Linked DNA regions of Triticum aestivum: region 2 is linked to region 1. The links are chromatin contacts, called in public Hi-C maps. All regions are on one chromosome and are shown on one strand. Each heading gives the region's core, a stretch centred on a gene start, on an enhancer-like site or on the middle of the called end of the contact. The rest is flanking DNA. Distances are from core to core; before and after follow the strand shown. Region 1 holds the start of LOC123128394. Region 2 overlaps LOC123128395.

Region 1 (6,167 bases), core at 1,945-4,444:
GCACACACGCAAACATAGGACGGGACACTGATTTGATGGCTAGCCAACAGTGAAGCAACCTACGGCTTCTCAATGGCCAGGGTGGGAGGAGTTTCTCAGCTACCACATGCACTCCTAGCCAGCCCGGACAACCAGCCCGAGGACCCAAGGGCTCCTCCAGAGCCTTCAACATCATCCTACACCTCCTGACGACCTTTCCCTCGCCGCAAAACATTGCCCGTTGAGGCCGCCTAGTTGTTTTGACGATGATAACCGAAGGAATCAAGCCTGGGTGGCCTGAGACTCGATGCCCACAGCACACGCCATCTCTGTCATCGTCTGTCGCTTACGTGGCCAACCTACAAACCTTGTCATCTAGCTTCGCATAGACCTGGGAAGCCCTCTACCGCCATCACTACATTCATCTTCTCCGCTTCCGGTGGAGCGCCGCCACACCACGATCTCCTTGCCTGGTGCTCCTCCGAAGCTGCCGGCGCCGCCCCCTCTAAGCCTCACATCCTCGAGCCTTCACCCCTACAAGACACATCTCCGCCGGCTGCTTTTGCACTGCTTAGCCTCTCCCTCTATAGTTGATTCCCATCGCAGCTGTCGTCTATCGCCACTACCTTGTTCTCGGGCTGCCAAGCTCCCCGACCTCGCACGACCCCTCCTCTGTTGTTGCCGCTGCCGCACGCTCCCAAGTCATCGCCAACGTGCCCGCGCGTTCACCGGAGTTCAAACTACGTTGTGTAGGGCTAGCAAGTGGGTAGCCCGCTATTTGCCTAATAACTAATGAGTTCAGGATAATCGGAGAACTGCACATTTACTTGAGCTATCTACATGAGGGGCAAAAATGTCTTTTCACTTACTCACTTAACACTGCTAGTGGGCAAAATGGACAAAAATGTCATATAGAGAACCTAGTGTCACATTAGGTAGGAAATGATTTTTTGGGCCAAATCAGGAAGAACATTTTAGGAAAGGGCCAAATAAGAATATCTCAGAAAAAAACTGCAATTTGGCATATCCAAGCTGCTAAACCACAAAATCTCTACCTAATCAAGTTATCTTCTTGGTGTAAATCTGTAGAACAGCCAAAATATCCTTTAGCGAGATCAGAAAGCATAGACCATGTTCAAGATCTAATCACACCATTACGACCTCCGTTATATTTTCTGGATGTTATTTCACAATAGACCACAGCAACACCATGATTTAGATTATTTCCTCAGAAGTGAGGTGTAATAACATTTATTGTAATTCAGACGAAGCTAATGAACATTAAGTGATGGACCCAACAAACAGTTTGAAGACGGCCACCAAGTAAAATGTCCTATCTGTACAGCTTGGGCAAGTGAGTTCTTTTTTGCCAGACTTGTCGATCTGCAACAATAACCAGCATATACAAACCTAGAAAAACTTTCTTCTCAAAAGGAAAATTATAAACTTATAATGCATCACGGAGCACAACAGCCAGGGTAAACAGCAGAAGGAGATTTCAATATACCCACGTTTTAGGTCTGGTCTCCTTTTTTTTCTTTTTTTTTCCTACTTTAGAATATATATAAGCTCAATAATCAGCAACTATTTAGGAATTTCCTAGTATGTAATGCATCAGCAAAACAAACAATAATTAAAGATGTGCAAACAGCAGGTAAATCACATCTTTGTGGCAATCCAGCATAAGCAAGGCATGGCTTACCATGAAACCCGTATATCCACACCAATAACCAACGTAATGTTTCTAAAATGCCTTAAACAGCATTTTATCACTTCCTATACCAACAGCAAATTATATGCTCAAAGTAAGTTTTAACATGCACGCCAAGGCAGCTATTAGCATGTTAGCACCTCGTGCTAGCACACTGTTCAAATAACCAGCTTTCCAATCAGCTTGAGCTTTTGGGTGAGCTGGCCAGTGCGTGCAATTTAATACAGCATCAGAGAGAAAAAGGTCTTAAGATCAAGACCTGCAGGCCACATAGGTCCCAAGTTAAGGTATAAAAGAACCTAGACCTGATGGGAGTGTCGAAATATATTGACCAGCTTTCCCCCTCAGCTCAAACTTTTGGGTTGGAATGTTCAGTGCATGCCATTCAAATAGATGCAACTCAAGTTTAGACAGCACATGATTTCCTTACATGTTGGAGACCACTATCTCTAATTCCCTATGGTCCAAGAGGAAGCAGTCTAGTTACAGTATACAGATGATAATTTTCAAGCAGATGCAGAACAACAAATACGATATTGCTGAATTATATTGACCACCCTCCCCCCTCAGCTTGAACCTTAGGGTGAAATGGTAGGTGAATTCAGTTCACTAAGTATCCGAGACAAGAAGTCTCGTGGATGCACTATGGATAAAATAGTTATGGCCTACAATCTGAGAGGGAGTGTTGAAATATATTGATCGACTTCGCCTTGAGCTTTTGGGTGAACCTGTCAGGTGCATCCAATTCAACAGATACCACTCGAGTTTTATCAACACATGGTTTCCTTAACGAGCAAAGCAATCTCCAGTTACAGTATATAGAGTGAAAAAAATCAAGCAGAAGCAGAACAACAATTACGATACTGGCAAATTCCAAAACGTATTCCCATCAGATGAGGCACCTTTACGAAGAAGTCAGGTGACACCGGCGGGGGAGAACGGACGACCTGCTGCTGCTGCTGCTGCTTCCGCGGCGTGGCTGGGGGAGTCGCCGGCACCGGTGGGTGGGAGGCTGTCGGCGGTGGAAGGGCACACGAGCCGGAAGGAGGAGTAGGAGGAGAAGGTCCGTGCGCCGGTGCTGGAGCTGCTGCCTCTACGCGAGCTGCCGGCCACATGTGCCGGACGAGAAGCCGCTCACCGCCGCGCATGGCCCCGCATCGACCCCTCCTCGCCGGCCGCCGGCGCCGCGCCGCACCATCACCGGATCGACTCCGCCGGCGGTAAACCCTAGCTGGCTCCGAAACCCTAGATCCGCGGGGGCTCCGTCCGGGCCGCCCGCCCGAGCCCGCGCCGAACCCGCGCCTGTGGAGGGGAGACGCACGCCGGAGACGGCAGGCCTCGGCGCGGTCGAATTCGAGCCGGGATCGGGGCCGATTGCGCGCAGGGCCGGCGCGAGAATTGGGGGTTTGGGCGGTGGGGTCGGAGGGCGAGGGGTTCGGGCGCGATCCGAGGCGGGGTGGTGGGGGTGGGGGGAGGAAAAAAACGGCGATTTGGGGCGGAGTGAGGGGGGAGGGATCGCGGCAGAGACGGCGCGCGAGGTCGAGGGGGGAGATGGGATGGGGGGATTGGGATGCGGGCTTGCGCTGCTGGGTGGAGGAGGAGGGGAGGGGACGGGGGAGCAGGGGCATTTCTGACAGTTTATTTACGTTCGGCGCATGCGTTGCTCGGTGCGGCTGGCTCACGCACGCTCTCTGACCTGCCTGCCGCGGTCGCTGCGAGTGGGCCACTGTTTTGACTTGCTAGCGGGGGAAGCGGTGCCGACGTGTTGCAGTGCCCGTGATGCAGTTGCGGCAAGTCCCGGTTGGCCGGCTGCCGGACAGTCGGCGGTTCACCGGTCGGCCTATTTTTTTTTCTTTTGCCGGAATAAATGTGTTCCGCAACTTTTGCGGGCGAATTCAGTTCAGGGTTGCGGAGCGGAAGCGGTGTTGTAATTAATCACACACAGATACAGAAAGTAAATTGACTCATATATATGTGGAGGGGACTCTTTCTTATTAAATCATCAACTATATGTGCAACGGGAGAAATGTGCGGGTGATAATATTAGTGTCGGACTTTTTCTTGTTTTTGCTTCCCTAAACCTAGGCAACTAGGGCAAACTCTTCTCTCCAAACTTCACCGTCGAGTCCGTGGATTCGCCTTCCATCTACTTGCCGCTCCGTCGGACTGTGGCGGGAGGGGAATCCCGGTGCCTCCAGTCCGTTTAGTAGTTTAGGTTAGAGTTTTTTAGTCCTCGCAGGTGCAGTGCTCAGGCGAATGGCGGCGCTACTTCTTCGAGTTTGTCTTTCGGGTCCTGATCCTCCTCGAGAACGTCTATGTGGACATAGTCGATGGAGTTTCGGCGTAGATTCCCATCGTCTCTTTGCGACGGTGAGGTTAGGGTTTCTCGTCTTGTGGCGAGATTTGGTGTCACGTACTTTAGATCTATGTAAGGGTTCAACGACGACAACTGCGGCTCTAGGGTGCTGGTCCTTATGGGCACGTGCACGAAGACTTTCTGGCTGTCATCGACGAGGTCGGCGACAGCGGCGTGTCGGCGGCTCGCTCTGGTGGCATTAGTGGTTGTTTGAAGGTCTTGAAATCACAATATAATTTTTATTATGTTCGAGATGCTTTGTACTTTCGCTGAACTTTGATAATAGATCTTCTTTTTATATACGTGCCCACTTTCCTGCTGGATCATTTTCACAAAAAAAATGTACATGTAACGAGGTGCTCTCTGAAAGCGCATGTTATCTCCCAGAGGGGGGTAAATGGAAGACTTTTAGAACTTCGTCAAACTTTGAAGAATTTGATGAAGATCGGAGTGGAGAACTAGAAATACAAGGGAAACTAAGTCATCACAAAATCGAGAGTATATGCAGTCAGGATATGTTATAGTGAAGAACATGCAATCATACAATCATACAAGCATGAAGAATATGAACTAAGGAAATGAAAGATAGCATGATGAAATTCTTCAGTTCAAATTCGTCAGAGGATATATCACAAATTCTTCAGCAGCGAAATAATGTAAGGGGGGTGAGGAATTTGAAACCAGGTTGGCTCGGTGAAGACAATGCAATTTGGTAGACTAGTTCCGGTTGTTGTATCAATTGTACGTTTAGTTGAGGCGGCTGAGTCGCAACTCAGAGGACACACAGTCCTCACCATATTCCTCTTGAGCTAAAGTCACTTAGTCCTCGCCCAATCACTTATGGTAAGTCTTCAAGGTATACTTTCAAAACCTTCACATGCTTGTTCACCGGCACACCACAATGACTCTTGGTGTACTCAGAACTTGACGCCTAACCGTCTGGAAGAATGACAGTCTTCAAAGGTAACGGGTGTCGGATCACACAGATCAATCTCTTTACTGATGCTAAATCACTTTGGCTCTGGATTTTTCCTCACCTAGAATTCTCTCAAAGTCGTCAGAGGATGGGTTGCTCTCAAATGACAAGGGTCAGGTTCTCTTGGAGTAGCCAACCAACAAGTGGTTGTGGGGGCGGCTATTTATTGCCAGGGGCAACCCGACATGAATTGTCATAAATGCCCTTCTCAGATTCGACCGTTGTCAGGATAAGGATCCACTCGACAACTGGCCCGCGGCGCAACAACAGTCGGAATTTGAACTCTCAAATTCGTCGGGGCACTCAATTTCCTCACGGTAGGCAGATCGCACTAGCAAACTCCTAACTCCTCAGCCTGACCAAATTCGCCAGCGACCAGATGAACTTTGCCACTATAACTAGCAAATGCGTCAGCTGATCCGGAGATTTCCAAAGGCTTCACTCGAAGAGGCTTTTGTGTGTATAAGTTTGAGCATCAGTTTAGAAATGTGAAATATGTTTCACCTAGACCCCCTTTAACTGTACGGTTTTTCCTATGACTCAAATAAGAAGAAAAGAAACTACGAAAATAGAAGTCTTCAAGCTTCAAAGTCTTCGCATCAATTTTTTCAAACGCCGTACCATTTTCATCACCAAATTCTTCACTTGAAGAAATCCATTTTTAGGGGTCGACTTCCATGTGTTAAACCAAATCATCAAGGACTCTATCTCCTATGTATACTCACAAACACATTAGTTCCTCAACCTATTTGTTTTTAATACTCCAAATCCACTAAGGGGGCGCTTGATGCACTCACAATCTCCCCCCTTTTGGTGATTGATAACAAATTGGCTAGGCTTTCAACGGGAGTAAAAGTAATTGAAGTGTTATGTGGAGCATTGCTCGTCCACCCACACGGACACTCCATCACCACCGCAAGCACCAAGTGGATCTATGACAAGAGCTCGAGCACACACCATTGAAACCAAGGTGAACTCACTCCTACTTGAGATAGATATGGACATGAATGGAACTTGGTTGCTACCTCACCAAAATATGCTATGTTTCATTAGGTATGAGGACGAATTCCGACAAGAGGTTATGGAGTACCCCCAAGGCCTAAGAGAAGGACCCCAAGACCCAAGAGTTGACCAGAAGTGTCCAG
Region 2 (6,167 bases), core at 1,740-4,239, 260 kb after region 1:
AGCCCTACTCCGGAAGCTTCGCCTCGTCCTCCTTTGGATCCACCTCCTCCATCAGCTCTGGTAGCGGCTCTCCTTCCTCCTCCTCCGCCCCCGGCAAGTCTGAAGGCAGCCCCACAGTGATGCGGGCGGCGCGCCTTTCCTGGATCTCCTCCGCGATCTGCCTCCGGCGCTCGGGCGTGAGCATAGTGTACGTGGTGATCAGCCGCCTGACCATGGCTATGCCGGAGAGCGGGGAGAGCAGGGGAGAGCGGGGGAGAGGAGGCAGACGGGCTCGGGTGATGGCGGAGAGAGGGAGGAGGTGGATGGGCTAGGGTTGGGGGACGCCAGCCGGCTTAAATAGCCAGATTTGACCTCGGGCGGAGGGTCGAAGCGGCGCCATGCGGCGTTCGCACCGCGGCGATGGAGGAGGCGTCTATCGGACCGCCGAATTTTCAGGCGAGTCCCCGTGGGACCCCATTGTTAGTCCTACATGGCGGACGCGCCCGGGCGTGACCGGACGTCCCCATATCTACCTCATATTTGGGTTGGATATGAGGGGTGCCGGTCAGCCCGGATGTTTGAGGCTCGTTTGAGGGGACCGTCTGCATCCAAAAATTATGACCGGTTAGTGACTGAGCGGCCCGCCTGGACATATGAGGCGAGTTTGGGATGCCCGGTTGTAGATGCACCTACGTATCTTTGTTCCTCTTACACATACATGGTACGCAAGCACCAGAAGAACTTTCACACAAGCAGAGACCAGGCATCGTTGTGTTGCGATAGCTAGCTAGGGCAAGCCTAGCAAGATTCTTTAAGCTCTTGGAGAATTTATCTAGCTACGCTATATGCATACAAACACATAAAATCTACCTGGAGAAAAACCCTTATCTTTCAGTATCATTATTTTTTATTACATGTTGTATTCTTTGCATGTCTACCGTGCAACTTTCTTCCTTTGACACATCTTTGAATGGCACTATAATTTCATGGCTTACAAAGATTTTCTCCTATTTTTGCAGTGTGCGCTTAACATAACTGAAATATGCAAGTCACGGTAATGGATTATTACATATACAAAAATAATCATGTAATCGTGAAATTTTCACAAAAAATGTCTTTTCTAACAAGTAATGGATTAGTGAGTGGTGACATTGTTGTTACCCTTACAAAAGAAAAGAAAATGAAAACTAAAAAAATAAAAAAATGAAATAAAAAACAAAAACAAAAATGAAATTTTCTATGGAAGAATGAATTCGTGGCATTAGTATTACCCTTTCCGAACAAAGAAAATAAAAAAATCAAAACAATGAAGTTTTCTAAAAAAAGAAACTCTTTAAGAAGATAAAATGAAAAAAAAACTTGCACACAACTTTCCACTAAGGTTTCTAAAATATGCAAAGAATAAACATGTAATAGTGTATTTTTCACATTCTACTATACTTTCCACACATATTATTTACTACTAGTAAGTACTTACACACTCAAAAATAAATAAATAAATTTACATTTCCTAAGAAGGAATGAATTAGTGGCACTGGTATTACCCTTTAAAAAGAAATAAGTGAAAAGAATAAAAAAATAAGCTCAAAATAATTATTTTTTCTAAGAAAGAGTGAATTAGTGGCATTGATATGACCATTTAAGATGAAAGAAAATGGGAAAAATCTAAAAGAAAATGTGACAAAAATTGCACCAAATATACATAAAAATTTACGGTTTTAAAAATATGCTAGAATAAGCATATAAATGTGGAAGTTTTGCAAAAAGTAAAAACCTAAGAAGGAATGAATTAGTGGCATTGGTATTACCCTTAGCATAATAAAAATTAAATAAAAACTAAAACATTGTCAAAATAATGAAGTTTTCTAAGAAATCATAAATTGGTGGTGTTGGTATTTCCCTTTAAGAATAAAGAACACTAAAATAAAAAATAAAAAAACTTGCACACAACTTTGCATCAAAATTACACTTTTATATAGTATGCAAAGAACAATAATAATTATATAGTAGTGAAATTTTGACACATATTATATTCAGACTCACCCAACATCCCAAGAATACTCGTGAAAATAAAAACCAGCTAATAAACAAAAGAAAAAACAGATGCAAAACACATAAAAAGGAAAAAAAATAGGAAAAACAAAGGAGAAAGAAGATGGCTATGTTGCGCTGAAACGGGCTTCCGGGGCCGTTAAGGAATTGACTGACCCGGCAATGGAAAATAATCCTATAAGACCCGAGTCGTACGTGTTCAAACTGGAGACCCTCTTCCCCCAACAACGGGGTCAGTTAAAACAAAAAACAGCCCAAAACAACATCCACACCAACACAGAAAAAGAAAAGACTTGCGAATCTTAAAGCTGAAATCAACGGTCTAAAAATCGACTGACCCAAAATTAATTTTCAAGTGACTTGCATGTAGCTAAAGTGACTTTCAGTTATACGCCAGATGTTATTTCGAACGAGGCAAGTCATTCTGACCCAACCATGCACGTCCATCCAATCCACGCTCCTTCGTCGACGAAATCAGCCGTGAGCCCGTGAGGGAAACCTCGGCCGTCTCGCGGTTCAATAACCTTCGGATGCTTCAGGGCCCCTGTGCCTGCCGTAGTTGAGGATGAGCTCATCCTAATGCAGCAGTGCAAAGCCGGCGGCGGCAAGCACTGTTCCTTTTGCATTTTTTTTTGAGGAACCACTGTTCCTAAAGCAGGGTGGATGGCCGTCATGGCGGGCATGGGCCAAGGGGGCCCCGATCCTAGGAACGGTGGCAAGTTGGCGTCCTCTGCTTTTCAGCGTGTCTCCCTCCAGCAGCACCCCTCCTTTCCGTTCCCCTCTTTACGAAACTTACGCGTCCGTCGGATGGAGGACCAACATAATTATTCCCGCACTAGGGTGGGTAAGATAGATAGATCCCCGATCTCGCTGCGCCCTGGCCTGGCCATGTGGTGGGTCATCGTACCAGTACCAGATAGATCTCGCAGCTCGATCTGTTGCATGGTGGCACACACAGGCACGTACGCACGCTGTGTGCTGTGGCCCCGTCCAGGCGTGCGTTCGCATCCCTCACCTCCGGCCGGTGGGTGCCGCCCGGTGGTCCCCGCGCGTGATCTTCTGCGGCTTCTAGCAAGCAAACCTCTCTCGTGTTGCGTGGGTTGGAGACGACTTCTTTACGGCAGGCCGCGGACGTGATTGATGGGCGCTAGTCTAATAATCTGGCTCACCTTTCGCGGTTTAATTTGTCAGCAGGCGTCCGCATCACACCGGTGTGGTGAAGTGGTGCAATTGTGATTTTCCCTCACCCGCCCACCCACCAACCGTTTGCCCAGGAAAACAAACCCCGACTTTCTAAACTTGGGGGCGAAGGTGCGAGGTGAGGGCCCGGCTCCACCCTCCGCCACAAGACACGGCTTTGTGCTTATGCTTACGCCCGAGGGAGGTAGACGACGCGCACGGAGCATAATTCCGGCCGTGCATGCATGTATAATTTATATGCCTCGCGTGTGGCTACTGGAGTACTAGGTTTGCTAGGTTTATTACCACTTGGTGAACCACCGAACAACCAACTTGGCCAGCTGCCCTGTTAAATTCATGAGAACGCCCCGGTTTGAGTTTGATTGGCAAAGTACGTCGTGAATCCCTAGGCATTTACGTACTTACTCGCCTCGCTCCTGCAGACATGACGGTTGCAAGTCGCAACAGTGACCGGCGGAACGTGGATTGACCAATTCTATGTAAAGGATACATGAAATGAAAAATCATGGAACCAATTAGCTCCCACGGGGAAAATGGGGAGGGCGGATGATGTTGACGGGAACAGGGTCGACGTACGTCTGCGAGCTGCCCTGCTCGTAACTGGGGGTAGCTTTCACCTGCCGCTGTCGAGAGGGACGCGTATTAATATTGGGGAAAGGACCGAGGAGAGGGGGTGAAAGGGGCGATGGATGGATGGATGGATGGATGGAGCCCGAGTCTAACAAGACAGGCAGCTGAGGAAAGCGACGGGAGACTGGACGCGCCTACGTGGTGCGACGGGGACGGGAAATGCTATGCCCGGACGCGGAAAGAGAGGCGCGCTGGGCAAGTAAGGAAGGAAGGCATGGCAGGGCAGGGAAGGGAAAGAAAGCGAGGCAGCGGACAGGGACGGGGCAGCGTCGCGTCACGGGCCACCCCACTGACCGCGACCGTCTCTCCCTCCCCGTGCCTGTCGCCTTCCATCCTTTCCCCCCTCCGCTGCTGCTTTTTCCCCCACCTCACCACCTCGCCGTGGTGGCAGTGGTTTCCGTGGTTAAAGGGGCATCCTGTCCTGTCCTCCCGTGGGGGAGTGCAGCCGCGTCGCGTCACGCCTCTCTTGCGTGGGTGTCTGCCCGTGAACCCACACGCGTCGACAGACCCCCTGTTCTGCCTCATCTTCACTTGCTTCCATCGCCGGGTCTCTTCCTGGGGGTGTCATGTCAGGCTGTAGAGATGTCGAGGTATGACAAGTAGTAGTAGCAGAATACAAACGGTTTACTCATGGAGATCAGCATCAGCAAAACAGTCACCATCGTCCATCAGCATCAGCAATGCCTACGACCGACGCAGAGGTCAAAAATTACTGATGCAACAGATGACACCAACCAAGTAGATTGCCCAAATTTACAACAAACTGAGCAAGAAGGTGCATCTGCAAACGCCACAGCGCAACAACCTCCACCTGCAATGGAGAAACAAGTCACGGCAAAATAGAGTATTTGCGCCACACAGAAAAGAAACCAATACACCGAAATGACAGGGTCAGCCACAGCAGATTATTAGTTCCTGATCTACTGATGCAACACTTCCCCGCAGGGCAGGATACATGTCACGGCTAAACCATATGTTAAAGCTGCAGATGTGCCCAGCAATGTCAAAGACAGTTGTTTATCATAAGAAACTTAGAAAAAGAAAAGGAAGAGAAGAACCACCGGGGCTAATTACAGCGGCTTGAGGTGTTTGAAGATGCCAAGGAGCATTACCGTTCCATCTCCAAACCCATACCCTCCTGGCAAAAACAGAAGCAAGCCTGGCAGATACAAAACTCTAGCAAAGCAACTGCTCAAGCTGAGGAAAACTGGTTCCAGGAAAGTATGAATATGGTTAACATTTACAGCAATTACAGCCATGTTTCATTCCTCCCACAATCCCATGTCGTCACAGACATGAATCCATGTGTGAGTTGTATATCCCAGCCCAGCAGCAGCAGGGTCACGCAGGTGCAATACAACGCCTCACTTCCACATGCAGTTGCCTCTGCAAACATAAAAGCACACACCCACTGGTTAATTAACCAAACAAGATAACAGGGTCTTTAAAGTTGGATTTTCTAGGTACAAACAAGCTCACCAGACAAAAGAAGTCGATGCGAGGTCTCGCCAAAGTTCTTACTGCCATGACAATTGCTTGTATGATGATCTGTCGGGATCCCAACTGCCCTCGGGTTCCTTCCTCTTTATTCCTACACCAGGCAATTGGTACATTCTCGTTTGCTCCTCCACAAAGGCCTGCTGTGGCGTCATCAAATTTTGTCTAACCGATGAAAGTATTCTTTCATCCTTCCCTTCTAAATCTATACTCGCGGGACCAGAATTAAGATCAAACCCTCCTGGTCTTTTCCATTTCCAATTACCGTCCAGACCATCACTACTGCTACCTTCAGGACGGTTTATTGCATATTGCCTCACATGTTGGGGAGGTAATGCACCCGTTGACCCAACAAGTGACGGGGCAATGGTTGGAAAGTATGAAACTCCGGCAGGTGCAGAATTGGCATATGACGTCGATCCAATTGGAAAACCTGCTGTCTGAAGGTGAACACTGGGGGTGAAAGGAAATCCTGCATATTGATATGCAGGAGGAGGGTGAAACACCATGGTTGGTGGTGTGGAAACAACTGGAGCCCTGCCTGAATCACTTCCAAATTGGCTGCTGTCTGCAGCAGACGCAATCATCCTCTGGGTTCCAGATGCTGTTTCAATTGGATAAGGCTGTTCTCCTCTAGCAGGCAAAAACGATTGCATAGCTACAGGAGCATATGGGTTGGCAGAAGCAAACCATGGTGACATGTTATTGATTTCGGTGCCGTTCATTCGAAGACCAGCAACTTGAGGCAGGAACGGTATGCTGCTAGCACCTTTAGATGATAGACTCCTTTGTGCAGGCTCTGTACTAGC

Evidence for each region. A called contact is a pair of places that touch in the nucleus more often than the background predicts.
Region 2: a Hi-C map of leaf shows a contact between it and region 1, with 6 times the contacts expected there. The contact joins the enhancer-like site here to the promoter of LOC123128394 in region 1. A contact is called at or near these places in 2 of 5 Hi-C or Micro-C datasets (both in leaf) and 1 of 1 datasets of contacts at active chromatin or transcription factors (leaf).

What each region holds. Positions count from the first base shown.
Region 1 is chr6A:546,643,978-546,650,144 of IWGSC CS RefSeq v2.1, forward strand. LOC123128394 reads right to left here and starts at 3,195. Exons shown (of 4, transcript XM_044548380.1): 1 at 2,593-3,195. The coding sequence starts at 2,838.
Region 2 is chr6A:546,901,267-546,907,433 of IWGSC CS RefSeq v2.1, forward strand. It overlaps LOC123128395, which reads right to left. Exons shown (of 5, transcript XM_044548381.1): 4 at 5,341-6,167; 5 at 4,820-5,247. The coding sequence ends at 5,379. Among protein-coding and RNA genes, the nearest start is that of LOC123128395, 9.0 kb to the right of the region's middle. Within about 2 kb of position 2,990, at least 8 of the 8 cell types and tissues checked have an H3K27ac peak or open chromatin away from gene starts, as enhancers often do. A contact at or near this core is called in leaf, where this site is marked.